Linked DNA regions of Mus musculus: region 1 is linked to region 2. Evidence: chromatin contacts called from public Hi-C data. All regions are on one chromosome and are shown on one strand. The core of a region is the stretch at or near the end of the contact, and the rest is flanking DNA. Distances in the headings are between cores, read along the strand shown.

The links. A called contact is a pair of places that touch in the nucleus more often than the background predicts.
Region 1: a contact with region 2 is called in a Hi-C map of DN3 thymocytes, with 2.1 times the contacts expected there. The contact joins two enhancer-like sites. A contact is called at or near these places in 1 of 39 promoter capture datasets (the C10 cell line), 10 of 484 Hi-C or Micro-C datasets (B cells, the C10 cell line, CD4 T cells and 5 more) and 1 of 115 datasets of contacts at active chromatin or transcription factors (memory CD8 T cells).

What each region holds. Positions count from the first base shown.
Region 1 is chr8:114,971,919-114,974,618 of GRCm38.p6, reverse strand. The region is part of intron 8 of Wwox (WW domain-containing oxidoreductase); the gene reads right to left. Among named protein-coding and RNA genes, the nearest start is that of Gm39257, 12 kb to the right of the region's middle. Within about 2 kb of position 1,343, at least 36 of the 459 cell types and tissues checked have an H3K27ac peak or open chromatin away from gene starts, as enhancers often do. A contact at or near this core is called in B cells, CD8 T cells, DN3 thymocytes and 2 more, where this site is marked.
Region 2 is chr8:114,881,018-114,883,746 of GRCm38.p6, reverse strand. The region is part of intron 8 of Wwox (WW domain-containing oxidoreductase); the gene reads right to left. Among named protein-coding and RNA genes, the nearest start is that of Gm39257, 79 kb to the left of the region's middle. Within about 2 kb of position 1,441, at least 79 of the 459 cell types and tissues checked have an H3K27ac peak or open chromatin away from gene starts, as enhancers often do. A contact at or near this core is called in B cells, CD8 T cells, DN3 thymocytes and 2 more, where this site is marked.

The DNA.
Region 1 (2,700 bases), core at 94-2,593, 91 kb before region 2:
ACATGTTATTATTGGCGAGGGCTGAATATAGCCCTGATAATTTTTCAGTTCAGTGAACAGAGAGACGAGGAGCCAGGGAGGTAGGAGGAACTAAGGTATTTCAGGAGTCAGACCCTTCTAAAAATAGGGCCACGTTTGATGGTGGGAGCTCTGAGCATGTCTCCCCTTCTCCTCCTGTACCCGTGATGTGGGCTTTGATGTCTACTCCTTTCTGTCTAGCTTGCCTGTCTTCTCAGTAGCCCCTGGACCAACTCAACATGTTAGCCATGGCTGGCCTTAAGCTCCCCCCCAAATGTGTTTCTGTCCTGATGTGTCCCAAGTTTGTCTGTGGTCTTTCCAATCCTTCTATTGTTGGAAGATTAATTTATTTACCCCCTCAGCGTCCTCTGAGGTGGTGCCTACTTGGGCACTACCTTGTGCCCCCTCCCCTATTTGAATGGACTGTTTTCTTCCTCTCTATTGCCCTGGGAAACCATAGCAAGTGACCCTGGTGTTCCAGTCCTCTGTACATGGCTCTGTCTGTGGTGCGGGACCATGAGTATCAGAGCCATGGGTGACGTCTGGTTTATCTTTGATATGGCAGTGACTGATGAATGAAGAGGTACACTTGCTGCATGGTTCTGTAAAGGGATTTGCGATATCCCTTCAGGGTGCCTCATGACCAAAGCGATGACATGGGCCAAGGGTTGCCTTTTGTGTAAACACCACACCCACATGTAGAGACACACATCCATAAGTCTCTCAAGGATCTGGCTAGAAAACTGCCACAAGATTATGATGATGTGGACTCCAAGAGCTGGCAGTTCCCAATCTCTACTGAATTAAGTCTCCTGCCTTTCATCTGAATGAGTCAGAAGAGCTTTGTCCAAGGAACCAAACATCACCAAGTGAGATAGTTGTCCAAAGAGTGGTGGTGGTAGTGTGTGCACTCTTTCTCTCTCCCTCTCCCTCGTCCCCTCTCTCTCGGTGTATGTGTGTGTGTGTGTGTGTGTGTGTGTAGCGATATATTTATAAGCAACCTGAACATTTAGCAAAGACCTCTCTTCATCCCTGTACTCGTGCAATTCTGTTTTCAAATTCCTTTAAAAACCCAGAAGGAAAAAAAAAAGTGTGTTAAATTCAAATTGCCGCTCTCCTGTAGAATTATGTGAAGAAGTATGCCAACAAAGGTTGAGGCCAGTAATTACGTGGCAGCCGAGCTCTTGTTCTTGATTCTCATGCAAAGCACTGCCTGATCCCAATTAGCACGGGCTTGTTTTTGCCTCTCTTGGTGTGCTGCCTCCTGCCCACCTTCCGGGGACTCCTCCCTGTGGGTTATTTGTTCAGACGCAGTTCCAGACACACCACTGTGATTTCCTTCTTAATAAACACGATCCAGTGAGGAACGGAAGACAATGAGAGGCACCTGCGCTGCTATTATAACTTCTCGTTCCCGCCCACCAGCAGAGTGGGGCTATGAATAAGTGAGAGCAGCCAGTCTAAGAATAGTAACAGCACTTTCCCATAAACACACAGTCATAAAACTTCTGCTCACACCAAGGAAGGACAGGCGTACCAGGCCGACACCATTGTTGGAAACTTGGTAGGAATGTCACTCTGAGGGCCAAATGTTTGCTGTCCATGACCCAGCCAGTGACTGAGGACAGTCCCCATTCCATGCTACAAAACAAAACAAACAACAACAACAACAACAACAAAACAGCCGAGCATTCCTGAAATTGTGGCAAGTCCTAGATAATGTCAGACGGGGGAGAGTCAGAGCAATGGTAGAGAAAAAGATAAACAAACAAACAAACAAAACCATAGGCTGTGGTGTCAGAAAACACAAATTTAGGTTTGTCTTAGTGTAAGAAATATGTATTAAAGTGGGGCAGTGGGGAGATGTCTTGGTCAATACATCTCCAGTGTCTGCTTTGCAAGTATGGGAACCTCAAGGTGGACTTGCAGAACCCACAAAAAGACCTGGGTGCAGCAGCATGCTCCTGTGATTCCAGCATGGCAGAGGCAGAGAATGGAGGGTCAGGGGACAGGGAGGGTATGCTGCTGTTCAGCCTGTCTGCATGGATACTGTGAGAGATGCTAGCTATGGCCACAGTGATTTAGCCCGACTGCATGGATACTGTGAGAGATGCTAGCTATGGCCACAGTTATAGTTACTAGGTTTTTACAGAGATGTTATCCACAAGGCGGGAGCCTAGAGATGAGGACCACACTGGCCAGGTGATGGAGAGGAGAGCAGATCTAGGGAGAACACACATGCACACTGTTAGTCTCATGGGGGAAATTGAGTCCTGTCTCTGTTTCGCTGTTTCTTGAGGGCCTTGCGGGGTGGGAACATACATTCAACAAATCATTTGCCGTTGGCATCATTAGAAGGGTCCTTCTGAGTGTCTTTACATGCGTGCCTACCATCGTTATTTCTAAGACGGTTTGTCACCCGGAGCAGAACAGGAACCGCTTTGGCCTTGCTGGCTCTGAGGTCTTTTATTAAGTTGGATCGCTGCCTAGCTTTCTAGTGTGGTGTCTCTGTTTCTGTCCGTGTTACTGCCCCTCTCGCCAATCCACTCTTTGGGGGACCCATTCTTTGGGGGAAAAGGAGCAAATTTTAGAAGCTTCTCTAGAAGGAAGGCTTCCCACATCAGCATGCTAACTCTCAGGCGTCCTCTAAGCCCCCACTCACATCCACTAGGTTGCGGCTGC
Region 2 (2,729 bases), core at 192-2,691:
TTTACCTCGTGGCCTTGGTGTAAACGAAAATGAAGTCACTGTTTGACAGCTTAACATTCTTACTCTTGTATCTGGAGTGTGTCTTGAGTGGTGGAGTCACCCAACAATGTACTGAATTTAAGAAGGAAACCCAATGTATCCCCCCCCCCCTCAAAAACAAAAACACCCAAAAAATCCTCTTTTTTGATTTTTCCAATGGCCATAAGGTCCCTGCTCTGCCTTGGCCCTGACCACACAGCTCAATCGGAGAAAACCACTGTGTTTCTGGAACCCAGGGCAACTGTCCTTAGAACTAACAGGAGTTTACTCAGTTTGCTAATGAACCGTCATGTGACCTTGAACAGGATCATGTGAGTATGCTCTCTCTCTCTCTCTCTCTCTCTCTCTCACACACACACACACACACACACACACACACACACACACACACACACATTACCTTTCACAAGCTTTGGTTTTCTCATGTACAGAATGACAGGATAATTCCGACCCCACAGATTTGATGGGAGGGTCCTACAAAATGATCTATGGGGACTGTTGGAACCAGGGCCTCCCATCTGCCACGTTGATGCCCTGCCTGAAGTTCCGTGGGTTGGAGCAGGTGACGACAGAAGGCCTCCAGGGGCCTTGGGGCTCTCAGCTGAACCGGCTCTCGGTTCCCAGTCCCTATTCCACTCCCACCGTACCACCCAATAAACAACAAATACGCACATCGGACAGCAGGCTGGTTCTTCAGCCTCAGTCTGTCTACCACTAAAATGGGTTTTCTATTTAGCCCAGGGCTGCTAGAAGCTGATAAAGGACAAGAAGCCTGCTACAGCAGGAAATTAACTCTCCACCACCTCTCCAGAGGAACTCCAGAGTTCTTTTACAGTCCTTTCACTATGGAGGCGGTGAGTAGGAAGAGAGAGGAAACAAAAAAGCTGCCCAGTTCCAGTTCTGATGCACTTTATTGTAACTGGATTCGCTCCAGTGCCCTGCCCCCCTCCTCCCTCCCCCCTCTCCCCTCCAGCCTGCATTGGGGCACCTGGAAAAGTCATGGCCATCCATCTGGTGTCAAGTGGCACCAATCTCTGCATTCTGTGAGAGTCAATTGCAATTAACAGGGCCATTCAGGAAACGGCAGGTACAGCCCAGACAAAGGCAGCCCAGACAGATCTTATCAGAGCCCAAGGCCGGCAGGACTGTCCCTTTCTGAAGCTGCCTGCCTGGGAGAAAACCCTGGAAGAAAGGAAGGAAGGAAGGAAGGAAGGAAGGAAGGAAGGAAGGAAGGAAGGAAGGAAGGAAGATGGGAAAGGACAGTGAGTCATAAGGAGGAGGCAGCGAGATTCAAGAAAAGCAAGCCAGACTCCAGCAAGCTCTTGGGCTCAGACACTGACAAACCCCAGCCACCAGGGGCCTTCAGCAAGTCACTCCACCCTTGCCAGCCAGCTTCAGAGCTGCAGGTGGCCCATCTATTAATAGGGACTACAAACGGCACCTTCCTCATCTTGAAACTGTCTAGAGGAGACATGCTGAGGGCGGTGTTTACTGTAAAGGATCAGGAGAGCTTGAGAGTGGTGGGAGAGCTCTGGAGAGCGAGCGTGCCTGTGTGTGTGTGTGTGTGTGTGTGTGTGTGTGTATTAGCAGAGCAGGTGTCTTGGAGAGAAGCCACATACCACACAGGCACTGGGTGAGCCTGCTGGATGCCACCTGTTCCACCCTGTCCACTTGGGCCACAGGGAATCCTCTGCCCATGCAGAAGAAAAAAAGCTCTAGAAAGCAGCCAGTCTTCCATTTAGGGAATCTGGTGACTAGCCTGCCTGCACCATCAGGGGGAAGGGGCTGATCGCCATAGGGCAACAAGGAGGATCAGGTAGAATCTGGTGGCAGTGGTAGGCACTCAAGGCATGTGATTCACTTTCTGTCAGCCCACATTCCTCGGTACCCTTCAGGGCCAGGGGAGTAAGCTCAAGCCCAGTAGGTACCTAACTAGGGCCAGAGGAAGAATGGGCCCCCGACCAGGCCTTGGCTCTGACTGCGTGAAGCAGTTATCACAGGGTGGCCTGGAGGTTGAAGGCCTTCTGCACCCTTTTCTGTGGAGAGGGTGGGGCATGTCTTCCCCGTTTTACTTTCCAGGCTAAGTGGCCTGTTCTTGTCACCGTCTGTCGTTGGGCACTTATTTTGCAAGGATGCTTTGAATTTCAGAAATATGGAGTTTTTAAAAATCCACCAATTATCATTTTTCGGTGTGTCTTTGTGTGTAAGAATGTTTGTGTGTGTGTGCACAAGTGCCGGTGCATGTGAACGTCTATGCACATGCATGTGGAGGTCAGAGGTCAATCTTTGGTGCTCATTCTCAGGCCATGAGCCTCCTTTTTCTTCTGAGACAGGGTCTCTCGCTGGCTTTTAACTTGTCTAGTAGGCTAGGCTGGCTGCCCATGATCCCTCTGAGCCTCCTATCCGCACCTCCCTATGCTGCCCTTACAGCCACACCACCCTTGGGTTCTGGATGTCAACCACTGTTTCCCCAGTTTCCATTAATCAGAAAGGTTAAAGGGAGTCTCAGAGCAGGAGTAAAGAGGTTCCCTTCCAGTAAGCAAAAGGAGCTGGGGTGATCGGGTGAGGGGTGGGGGAGGTGGGGGTGGGGGGTGGGGAGCAGCCACCACATTTTCTAACAGGAAGAGAAAGAAACCACAGAAGCAAAACATCATTGAATCGGGAGCCTGTTTATTCCAAAGAACAGGAGC